Linked DNA regions of Hordeum vulgare: region 1 is linked to region 2. The links are chromatin contacts, called in public Hi-C maps. All regions are on one chromosome and are shown on one strand. Each heading gives the region's core, a stretch centred on a gene start, on an enhancer-like site or on the middle of the called end of the contact. The rest is flanking DNA. Distances are from core to core; before and after follow the strand shown. Region 1 holds the start of LOC123435209 (arogenate dehydratase 1-like). Region 2 has its middle 62 kb from the start of LOC123435209.

Evidence for each region. A called contact is a pair of places that touch in the nucleus more often than the background predicts.
Region 1: a Hi-C map of leaf shows a contact between it and region 2, with 4 times the contacts expected there. The contact joins the promoter of LOC123435209 here to the enhancer-like site in region 2. A contact is called at or near these places in 2 of 6 Hi-C or Micro-C datasets (leaf and seedling) and 1 of 1 datasets of contacts at active chromatin or transcription factors (embryo).

Annotation. Positions count from the first base shown.
Region 1 is chr1H:343,778,107-343,780,987 of MorexV3_pseudomolecules_assembly, forward strand. It overlaps LOC123435209 (arogenate dehydratase 1-like), which reads right to left and starts at 1,599. Exons shown (of 1, transcript XM_045115558.1): 1 at 1-1,599. The coding sequence starts at 1,403. The coding sequence ends at 198.
Region 2 is chr1H:343,716,047-343,718,746 of MorexV3_pseudomolecules_assembly, forward strand. No RefSeq gene overlaps it. Among protein-coding and RNA genes, the nearest start is that of LOC123435209, 62 kb to the right of the region's middle. Within about 2 kb of position 1,440, at least 3 of the 3 cell types and tissues checked have open chromatin away from gene starts, as enhancers often do. A contact at or near this core is called in leaf and seedling, where this site is marked.

The DNA.
Region 1 (2,881 bases), core at 349-2,848, 62 kb after region 2:
AGCAGAGAAGAAAGAGTCTTATTGCATCTGTACACAAATACCAGTGCGTAGCGGCAGCTGAGCAGCGAATGCACTGCTCGAGTGCTATAATGGAAATTTCCAGGTCCAATTCCAGTTCCAATTCGACTGTGTCGAACTAGCTAATTCCATCACTTCACTTGCACTACTATGATGGGAGGATCACTCTTCTGTTCTCCTCATTGCAGATCGTAGACGTTGGTGTCCGCGGCGTAGCAGCCAAGAACTCGGACGAACACGGCGAATTTCTCGATCTCCTTGATGGCCTCGCGGACGAGCGGGTCGTCGGCGGCGCCCTCGCAGTCCACGTAGAGGACGTGCGGGAACGCGCGCAACGTTGGCGCGCCGCGGGCGCCCGTGTCCAGGATCATCACCGGCGGCCGCGGCTCGCCGACGCCCCCTTCGTTGTTGATGACCTCCAGCTTGGACATGTTGATGTTGCGGGAGGAGAAAGCGGAGAGCACCTTGAGCACCACCGCCATGGACCCGCCCCGGTGCGCGACCACCATGCTGGTCTTGGCGTCCGCGTCCACGGGGACCGGGACCGGCGACGGCGGCTTAGAGAGCAGCAGGAAGCGTGTGACGTTCCAGGACTCATCCTGCAGGCCGTGCGCGAGGACGTCGAGGCCGTAGAGGTCGGCTGCGCGCGGGCTGGCGATGGCGGCCGTGTCGAGCATCATGTTGGACCGCAGCATCTCGACGGCGCCGGCCGTGTCCTCGACCGGCTCGCGGTCGACGCCGAGGCGCGCGAGGGCGCGGCCGCAGTGCGCGAGCGCCATGGGGTGGCTGATGACCCGGCGCACCTCGGTGGCGCGCACCCCGGGCATGGCGAGGAGGCAGTAGTGCACGAAGAGGTTGATCTCCTGCGCCACCACCAGGTCGTGCCGCAGCAGGAGGTCGTAGTTCCGCAGCGCGGTGCCCTCCATGGTGGACTCCACGGGGAGGATCGCCCGGTGGACCAGGCCGCGGTCCACGGCCGCCAGCGCGTCCGCGAAGGCCCGGCACGGCACGGTCTCGCACCCGGGCAGCGCCGTCTTGGCCGCGAACTCGCTGTACGCGCCCGGCGCGCCCTGGTACGCCACGCGGAGGCCCGTCCCGTCCTGGCCCCCTCCGCCCGTGGTCACCGACAGGTGGATCCGGTCATGGCCGTTCACGTGCGTCTTCCCGTTTATGACGCCGGGCCCCTTCTTGCCGTCGGCGCCGGCGCCGTTGATCTGTACCTTGCCGTTGGGCGCTTTCTTGGAGTGCCCGTTTACGTGCGGGGCGCCGTTGACGGCCCTGGCCGCCCGGACGAAGGACGGCGACCTGGAGGAGGAAGGTCTGGCGCGGTGGGGCTTGGGGAGGAGGAGGTGCTTGGAGAGGTGGAGGGAGGAGGTGTAGGCCATAGATTTCCGGGCGGTGAGGTCGACGGTGGTTGGAGTCGGAGCTGAGCTAACAAGCGTCGAGAGGGGAAGCTTCTTGACTTTTTATACACGCTGAAATGCTACTACTGCTCCTACTCCAGACTCCAGAGTGGCTTGGTCGGCTTTGCTGCTTATATAATTCTACTATCTACCGCAACCGCAAGTTCTTGCCGCCTTTTCTCCGAAGGTTACTATTCATTCTTCGTGTAGAAATTTCCCACCGGGTTCATAGTACATGCTTATCATCAACTCAAATTATCATCAATTGTTACCATCAGTGTCACAGTCGTTGCTGAAGTGAGTGCGGTCAAAGGAATCGTAATCCGTAGGGCCGGGCGCGAGCGACACGATGCCACGGCGCGCATCTGGACCCGTGGTTTCTTCTTTCTTGTGTGACCCGGAGTCGCGGCACCAGCTCCGGCATCGGATCTCCTGGCCGCGTGGGTGGACGGGCGGGCAGGGCAGCGGCCGGTTGCTCTTTTCTCTACGCTTTCCGGGCTGGCCGATTGGTGCGGCGGCGTCGCTGTCGCGGGTGAATGCATCGATGGGGTAGCCGTTGTCCTCTGGCTGTAGTGGCTGTTAATGGTAAGATATGGGTCCAGGAGGGGTGTAGAAGGTGATAAGCTCGAAAAGTCGTTCATGTGGCTCAATGTGATAGTGCGATTCCATCCGGACGTTTGTTTGAATTGCATTCTGTGCGATCGGGACGACAATGAAGCTGTCCATATCTGGAACGGTCCGTAGTCGGGTCCGTGTGTCTAACCCATGGTTGAACCCCAAATCGTTCGGCATTTAATTTTTTTGTAATAAACAAAAAAATATCAGAAAAATGTAAATAAAATGCAAACACTAATAAAAGCATTGTTTCGTGGCCGCTGGTTGTTGTGTTCGCCGGTAAAGTAGGACGTGCGCGTGCAGATCGTGCTCATCGCTAAACCAAGTGTCCCACAAAGGGGAATCCACGGCGTACCTCGGGTCGTAGTAGAGGTCGTCGGGGAGGCGACGTCGACGGCGTTGGATCTCGTTGCGATGGGCACGACCACTCGTTAGCACCGGTGGAATCGGCACCCGATGGGCGAATAGTTGCCAGTTGTTCGGCAAGTGGACGTCGCTCCACGGGAGCGGCGTCTTGTCTCCCAGTAGCGACGGCACACATCCGCTTGGACGTACTGCCGGGAGCGCGCCGAGGCGTCCGGAGGGGCAATGGAGAAGGCTGTTGGAGCAGACCGTCACAGAGGAGAAGAACGGTGCAGCTCGCTTGCGCCGCGACGGCGGCCGAACGAGGACCCAACCTCTTGGTCGTGCTCCCCCTTCCCCTTGCCGTCGGTGCTCCATCACCCCATTGTTGTCGGCGGTCAGAGAGTTAGGGCTTGGTGTCGGTCCCGAGGAGGCAGTGGAGTGGACGCGTCTGCGTGTGCCGGTCCACGGTTTCCCCCATTTAAGAAGAACGACAACCGCCC
Region 2 (2,700 bases), core at 190-2,689:
ATCATGCGGCCAGGATGCAGGTGGAGCAGACAGTCCGGATGCACGCGGAGTTGGCTCCCCATGTAGAACAGGACGAGCACGCGGCATGGATGGCATTTGGCGAGTGATCCGACAAGCGAGCCATTCGTCATGCTCGAACATTGATTTTATTTTGGCATGTTCCGTTTGTTGAACTATAATTTGATTTACTTTGTTTTTGAAGTGTTAAATTCACACAATTTGTATCGGGTGTTTGACGTGCATGATTGCATGAATTTGAGAATCGGTATTTAAGGTATGTAAATATACGATGCAATATATGTGAAACCAGCGGACGCTGTCTGCGGACATGTTGAACGCGTCCGCGGACGTATAGGGGTCGTATTTACCAAGTTCGACTGTAGATGCTTTAAGAATGACATTATTAAGTCGATCTTAATAACTTTTTTACATCCCTATTCTGTCGCTCCAGCTCCATGTGTCATGCAGCCATGCACCCGTATTATTTTTAGCTGCCACACTTTTTTTCTTTCTTTCTTATGAAGTAAAGCCGGCTTACATGCATGTGATCAAAAGTGGGATGGTTGAGAATTTCTGAAACATGGCAGACTGGCTGGAACTTTCCTTTCTGTTCCTGAAACCTGAATTATTACGGGACTTGAGCGTCTCCATTCCTGCAGGACAGTTGTACAGAGCGTGTTCAATGACTGACGCCGCATCATATATTCCTGAAAGCTATGTGACATGACCCAAATCTGATGCCAACTGAATTTGCAAAAGAATCTGAAGTATGATAATCCGCTGGTTGGATTCAGATACAGCCCCACTCGACCACCACACATGAACACATGATGCAGGTTCACTGCACTTTGCAGGAAGCTTAAGCAACGATCCAGATATTTATTAGCGGTCCCCAACCACGCCTCCCGCTTCACAGGAAGCGCAAGCAAATAATTCCAGCGTGGGGTCACGTGTCTCCGTGCACGGTCACCCAAGATACGGTACACCTTGCACATGCGGCCTGATTAAGAGCCTGTTCGGATCTCTCCCATTCGAGCCCGGTTTTACCAACTCCCTAAAATTAGGCTGGCGCTTCCTCCGCTCCGGGAGCCGCATTTGGAGCGGAGAGGATCCGAACAGCTTCTAAGTAACAAGTGAGCACTGATCAGCAAGATCTGAATAACTTGTGCAGACGCGGACAGGAAACAACAGAAATTGCAACGATCCAGTAAAAATCGTGTAGTTTGCTAAGGTGTCGCTCCTCTCATAATAACTCTGAAGCTCCAGGCCATGTGAAGATGCGTGGAACACGTACGACAAGACCACGGGGTTGGTACCACATGGTATATGTAGTGAGGAATCTGAAAACAAAAACCAAAAAAGACAGAGAGTTAGTTGATCTGACCTGTTAGAGCATTTACAACCGGACTCATACGTCTACGAACACGCTCTATCAATGACCGAACAGTAGAGAAAAAGAAAAGAAAAAGACTCAACCGAACCCTTTATAAGGTCTTTATACGTCTGGATTGTCTGCGAACACTCAAATTCATCTTAAATATGAGGAGGAAATGAGGACTTGTGAATGTGTCCGGTCAGTCCATCATATAAGACACGACCCCATCTCGGACCATTTTTTTTGTTTATTTATTTTTTTCATTGTCTCTCTTCCTTTGCATCAATCACGTGCAAGCGACAGAACATATAAAAAACAAAATAAAAAAGGGACCGACTACATAGCAGCGCTGCATGCTGGTCTTGCCGTGCGGCGGCTCATCAAACCAACTTCTTTCACATGCATCTAGATAGACAAGAACCACTAGCTAGTACTCCCTCCGTTCCTAAATATAAGACCTTCTAGAGATTACACTATAGACTACATACGGAGCAAAATAAGTGAATCTATACTTTAAAATATGTCTATATACATCCGTATATAGTCCATAGTGTAATCTCTAAAAGGTCTTATATTTAGGAACGGAGGGAGTATAAGATATGACTTAATTTTCACTCTATGCACCATGCATGCATGCGATGATAACGTCGTGAAGATTCTCTCTAATGTTTGAAATTGAAAAAGTTTTATCTTTAAAATCATTAATTCAATCGATGATCTGTTTTCACCGTTGGCTTTATCGCGACAAGATCTTTGAAACTAGATCACATGTTAACATGTTCCGACAAACTTTTTTTTTCCTTCTGTAATTGCCACATTGTTCCACTCACTTGTTATATTATTAACCATTTACTTTCCCAATAAAAATAACTTAATTACCATATTTTTTATGTCGTTTTGTACAAAGATTGTCGGTGCTTATAAATGCAGTTCGTAAAATGTTTTGATGTACTTGTCATTTTAATTCTATCAAGTTGTCATGTGGTCTCACAAATTTTGTAGGTGTTTATAAAATCATAGTTGTCACATATATTTTTTGTGCTTGTTATTTTAATCCTACCTCGTTATCATATTGTCTCATACAACTTGTCAATCATTGTAAAAAAAATAGTTATCACGGTGTTTGTTGTATTTATCTATTGAATTCTACCCTCAATTGTTATGTTTTGTGTCGTAATAAAAGGACATTCAATTGTTCTGAAACTTAGTTGTGGTAGTGTTTTATTGTGTCGGTCAGTTTAATTCTACTCAAATCTCGTATAAGCTTGTGAGTTGTTATAAACATTATAGTTGTCGTATTATTTTGCAACGCTTGCCACCTAAAA